Regions from separate parts of the Mus musculus genome. Here region 2 is linked to region 1. Evidence: chromatin contacts called from public Micro-C data. All regions are on one chromosome and are shown on one strand. Each heading gives the region's core, a stretch centred on a gene start, on an enhancer-like site or on the middle of the called end of the contact. The rest is flanking DNA. Distances are from core to core; before and after follow the strand shown. Region 1 holds the start of Nudt15 (nudix (nucleoside diphosphate linked moiety X)-type motif 15). Region 2 overlaps Sucla2 (succinate-Coenzyme A ligase, ADP-forming, beta subunit).

What was found. Hi-C and Micro-C count contacts between places; a contact is called where the count stands out from the background.
Region 2: a Micro-C map of embryonic stem cells shows a contact between it and region 1, with 3 times the contacts expected there. The contact joins the enhancer-like site here to the promoter of Nudt15 in region 1. A contact is called at or near these places in 2 of 484 Hi-C or Micro-C datasets (embryonic stem cells and liver), 1 of 115 datasets of contacts at active chromatin or transcription factors (embryonic stem cells) and 2 of 9 other capture datasets (liver and pancreatic islet).

What each region holds. Positions count from the first base shown.
Region 1 is chr14:73,523,949-73,526,648 of GRCm38.p6, forward strand. Nudt15 (nudix (nucleoside diphosphate linked moiety X)-type motif 15) reads right to left here and starts at 1,301. Exons shown (of 3, transcript NM_001360484.1): 1 at 1,112-1,301. The coding sequence starts at 1,266. Gm41209 (a long non-coding RNA gene) reads left to right here and starts at 1,354. Exons shown (of 3, transcript XR_874819.2): 1 at 1,354-1,598; 2 at 1,889-1,961.
Region 2 is chr14:73,572,931-73,575,630 of GRCm38.p6, forward strand. All of the region lies in intron 4 of Sucla2 (succinate-Coenzyme A ligase, ADP-forming, beta subunit), which reads left to right. Among named protein-coding and RNA genes, the nearest start is that of Sucla2, 21 kb to the left of the region's middle. Within about 2 kb of position 1,386, at least 16 of the 459 cell types and tissues checked have an H3K27ac peak or open chromatin away from gene starts, as enhancers often do. A contact at or near this core is called in embryonic stem cells, where this site is marked.

The DNA of each region.
Region 1 (2,700 bases), core at 51-2,550:
CACTCCCCAAAACCCAAAACAAAACCAACCAACCAAACAAACAAACAACAATAAAAAACAACCCAACAACAACAAAACCCAGGCTTCTGAGTCAACTGTACCCAGGAAAAAAAGAAACATTAATTAATGTTCCTTTCGGGTTGTGTTTTGAAAGTGCATTAAATGCCTTCCTTATGCTTCAAAATTCCAGTTTAAGCCTAAAAATTGAGGCAATTAGGCAACAGAGAAAGAGATGATTAGCATTAAGGGGCATGCAACACTTGTACTTCCAGGCCACATAGGAAAGTACAGGTTACCATCAAGAGGAAGGAAGTTGTCAGCCTGGTAATGTTTCCCTGTCATGGAGAGCCAGTGAGAGGCTCCTCCATCCAGTGAATCCATCACGCCATAATCCCAACACTCAGAAAACTGAGGCAGGCAGATCTCGGTCTCTTATAACTAAATAAGCCTATTAGATAATAGTGACCCAGATAATTACATAATAGGAAGTCTCAGATTTCCTTTGAAATTGTCTACAGAATCAAGTATGGTGCTTGTTAGATAAGGCGTAGGAAGGCTTGAAGCTTTACCTTCCAAGTGTTTTATAACACTACATTATTTTATATTACTATACAAGACTAAAGGAAATCACACCGAATCTGGATGTCTTAGATACTTTTATTGTATTTTAAGGCACACTCTCGGATTAGAACACATTTTTGAGCAGAGCCAGGGTTTCTTCACGATTGCACAGAAACTGACTTAGCTACCCTTCCCCCTTTGTGGGACTGACACATCCACATCGCAGAAGCGGCGGGGCCAGCCTCACAAAACTCTGATATATTTAAATCTCATGGGGCAAAAGGAAAAGTCCCAGTTAACATCCACTTTCTCTGTAAACACTAAGAAATACAAACGACTTCCACTTGCAGCCAGGAGAGGGCAGAGCGAGGACTAACGGGGCCCGGGTACTGGCACAGCACCCCCTCCTGGCTGGATCCCGGAGGACACCGGGGCCGTAGAGAGCTCGCGGAACTCAACTGCGCACTGAAGCGCGTCACACGGACCGAGAATGGCGTGCGGACTAGTGATATTCCCGAAGCTTCCGCTTCCCGGAGGTCGTCCTGCTCACCCGAATTCCAAATGGCCCCCAGGAAGCTGGAAACTGCCGGCTCCAAACGATCCTTTCCTTTTCCCCAGAAGGACGCAGCGAGGATGCTCGCAGCTCAGCACCACCACGCCGACCCCAACTCCTGGCCGCCGCCTCGGCTCTGCGTTAGCGGCCATAGCATTTGGCTGACCCCGGAAGTGACGTTGAAGCTGTACGGGAACCGGCAGGAGCCTCGCTGATTGCTCGCTGAGTGTTGTGTCTCACGAATCACCTGTCGCCTGGTGCATAGATCATGCAGAAACAACCATATAAATAACTAACATAAGAGTACTGAAAGATGATTTGGGGAAGTAAATGAGACTAATTAAGTTTCTTTAGGATAAATTCATATTTTAGAGAAAAACAAATTATAGTAGATAAAAATATACATCAACTAAAACTGAAATATGAAAAGAAAAACTTGGGGAAATCAGCTGTAACAAGATTGACATCTTAAATCTTTGGACGGGTGGGTTTACTTTAAAAGTATTACTTTATTTCTACTAATGTGTGCATAATTTTAGAAACCCAATAGTACAAAACTGCCCAAGGACAGACACTATCCCTTTTAGCCCTGCTTCCAGAGACAGCTTTAACTCTTTGAAATGTTAGTTTTTATATTTCCACACATATATCTGAGTGTATACTTAATTTGTATCCTAAGTAATTGTCTTAGTGAGGGTTTCCGTTGCTGTGAAGAGACATTATGACCAAGGCAACTCTTATAAAGGACAACATTTAATTGGTGCTTGCTTGTAGGTCCAGAGGTTCAGTCCATTATAATCAATGCAGGAAGCATGGCAGCATCCAGGCAGTCGTGGCACTGGAGGAGGTAAGAGTTGTATATCTTGTTCTAAATTCAAACAGGAAAAGATTCAAACAGCAACTGGGAGAAGTATCTCAAAGCCCATCTCCCACAGCGACACACTTCCTCCAAAAAGGCCACAACCACTCCAACAAGGACACACCTCCCTGGGCCAAGCATATTTAAACTACCATAGTAATCCATTAGAAAGTTTCAGTATCCATTAGGTATGCTTAGCAAAGTCCTAAGTTTTGCCAATCAACGAATGTGCAAATGAATAGACAGTTTAAAACGAGAAACAAAAATAATAACTATTTTTAAAAGTGTTGACTATCTCCATTGAGGAATTGAGATGCCATCTGTACTGGCTGGTTTTGGGTGTCAACTTGACACAGGCTGGAGTTATCACAGAGAAAGGAGCTTCAGTTGGGGAAGTGACTCCATGAGATCCAGCTGTGGGGCATTTTCTCAGTTGGTGATCAAGGCATGAGGGCCCACCATGGGTGGTGTCATCTCTGGGCTGGTAGTCTTGGGTTCTATAAGAAAGCAACTTGAGCAAGCCAGTAAGAAAGATCCCTCCATGGCCTCTGCATCAGCTCCTGCTTCCTGACCTGCTTGAGTTCCTGTCCTGACTTCCTGTAGTGATGAACAGCAATTTGGAAGTGTAAGCTGAATAAACCCTTTCCTCCCCAACTTGCTTCTTGGCCATGCTGTTTGTGCAGGAATAGAAACTCTGGGCAAGATACCATCTTACCCCAGTCAGAAT
Region 2 (2,700 bases), core at 136-2,635, 49 kb after region 1:
AATATCTCCTTCCCATTACATGTAAAAAAGACAGTATCATTTACCCTTTGTGTATTGTGGCTATTGCTGCTTATCATGTGACTCTATGATGTATGAGAGATTGTTTGGGCCTGATAATGCTAGTCCGTTGGTCTTTATGGCTAGTATCATACTATCTTTCTTGAGACAGGGTCTATTTATGTAGCTTAGTCTCTGTCCTCCTGCCTCAGGCTCCCAATGCTATGATTTCAGACATGTGCTTCCATGCTTGGCTTCATACTGTTTTGATCATTAGAGTTTTGTGGTAATATTTTGAAATCAGGAAAGATGAGGTTCCCAGCCTTTGATTTCTCAAGACTGTTTTGCCCATTATGACTGAGCTTGCAAATGAATTGAAAGATGGAGGGAGAAGAGGAGAAAGAAGACCCTAGGCATTGGTGTTTTAGTAGGAATTCCATTGAGCCTGTGGGTTGCTTGGGTTAGTAGGAACGTTTACACTTCCTCTCACCTCTTGGGCCAGTCAGTATCTTTCCATATTTTGTGTGTCTTCAGTTTCTTTCAGCAATGTGTTATAACTTTTAGTGCATAAAAGTCATTGGCTATGTTTAGTATTATGTGTTGTTCAGGTTGGTGCTGTTACAGAGGCACTTTCGGCCTCTTCAGGGTGTTTATTTTAGTGTATCGAAATAAAACAGATATTTTTTTTTGCCTGCTAATTTTGTATCGAATTTTGCTAAAATTATTTTAGTTTTGTATGTGTGTGCAATTCTTGGGTTTTCTATGAGAATGATCATCTTATCTCTATAGAGGCAATTTTATTTTTAATTTTCACCTTTGGGTGCTTTTACCCCCCTCCCCCTTTTCTTTTTCTTGCCTGGTTGTAAGACAGGTAAGGACTATAGGCAGGTACTCCTTAAAGTGTTACTCAGTGAAAGCATGTCTTCAACAGTTTTTCAATAAATATCAGATTAATTCAAAGGCAGAGATGTGTACCAGGTAGGAGCTCCTTATGCCCACTCCATGTTAAAAACTAGTGAGGTTCAAGAATGCCAAAGGAAGGGGGAGTTGTTACCAAGAAAAATTTCTTCTGAAAACACAAAATAAGCCTTCAGTAACTCACAGTATCACCTCAGCTACCAAAGAAATCTGTTAAAAGAAAAGAAAAGCATTTGCTTGTAGTGGATTAAAAAGTCACTAAATCTGGAGGCCACACAGATGAGCAGTCAGTCCATATCAGCGTCCATGAGTTGATAAGGGCAAGAAGCATGACAGCATGCAGGCAGGCAGACATGCTGCTGCAGCTGAGTCCATCCAGCCGAAGGAGGAAGGAGACTGTATTACACTGGGTGGAGCTTGAGCATAGACCTCAAAGCCCGCCTCCACAGTGACACACTTCCTCCACAAGGCCACACCTCTTAATAGTGGCCTCCCACTCTCTATGGGCCAAGCATTTACACACTTGAGCTTCGGGGGCCATACGTATTCACACCACCACAGCATTCATATGTATCTGGGTGCTGTAGGCTTGTATGCCTATGTGTAGATGCATGCATGTGTCGGCTATACATACGGAGGTCAGAGGGTAACGTCTAGGGAGTTATTTCTTTCCTTAAATCCTATGGATTCTGGGGACTGAAGTCTGGTTGATGGCCTTGGCAGCAAGCGCTGTGACCACCTGAGTCATCTCACTGGCCTCATAAGCAGTTCTTCATGTAGGCATGATCATTTAAAAAGGATTTGATTTTGTTGCCCACTGATAAGTTTCTCTTGTCCCAGACTTGTGCTTTATTGCTGACTTAAACACTTGAAGTTCAAACTGTTACCAGTTGTTTGATTGGCATCCTTTCTCTCTACCTGGATAGAAATTTTGAGTAGGCTTGGAGAAACTTTTCTAGAGTTAGTGGTCCCTAGTCCTTGAGTGTTCAAGGCCCCAGAGCTCTATTTTACAACGTAGAGGGTTGTTATATCTCCAAGCCCTGAGTACTTGGGGTCTATTGCATCAGGCTTTAGAAGGCAGAAACCTAAGGCTGTGCTTATTGCTTTGGGCTTTAACTACCAGTGGCCTCAGTACTGGGCAGCTACTGTAGTCCTTGGCTCCCGGCTGCAATCGATGGTATGACTGGCAGCCGCAGGCATGCCTACTGGTGTTAAAGCTCCGGGGAGGGATGGAGTTGTGACCTGCTTTTTCTATAGTAGCTAGTGTTATACTTCTTGGATTTAGTGTGTCATGATTCTTAACATGGCCGCTTCCTGGGACGCTCTGGTGACTGGGCCCACAGTGTCCGTCTCGTCCGTCCTTCTTTACCTTTGGATTGCTAGTTTCTTCACCTTCCATCTACTTTCCCTGGGTTTCGTTGTTTGTGCTGAAAAAGTATAACATAAAAGCAAAATCCTCGGCCTTTAGGCCAAGGCTTGAGAATGTGACCTCTGTGGCTCAATGCTCCAAGGTATGCTAATCTTAAAACAGATAGCGACATTCCTCCACCCACCCGCTTTCTGGGTTCAAGTGTTCATTCAAAGAAAGTCACCCTGACCCACCCTGACCATTGCTGGAATCCGCTATGCAAATGTGCTATTGTTAGGGGCTCTTAGAAACTGTCTTGCGAAATAACCCCCACAATTACCAGGTATTACTTGTGACTCTTGTGACTTTGCACTTCCTTGTGACTCTTAACTGGTATTTTTGGTATTTTCCAACAATGCCCTCCCTACCTCCTTGAG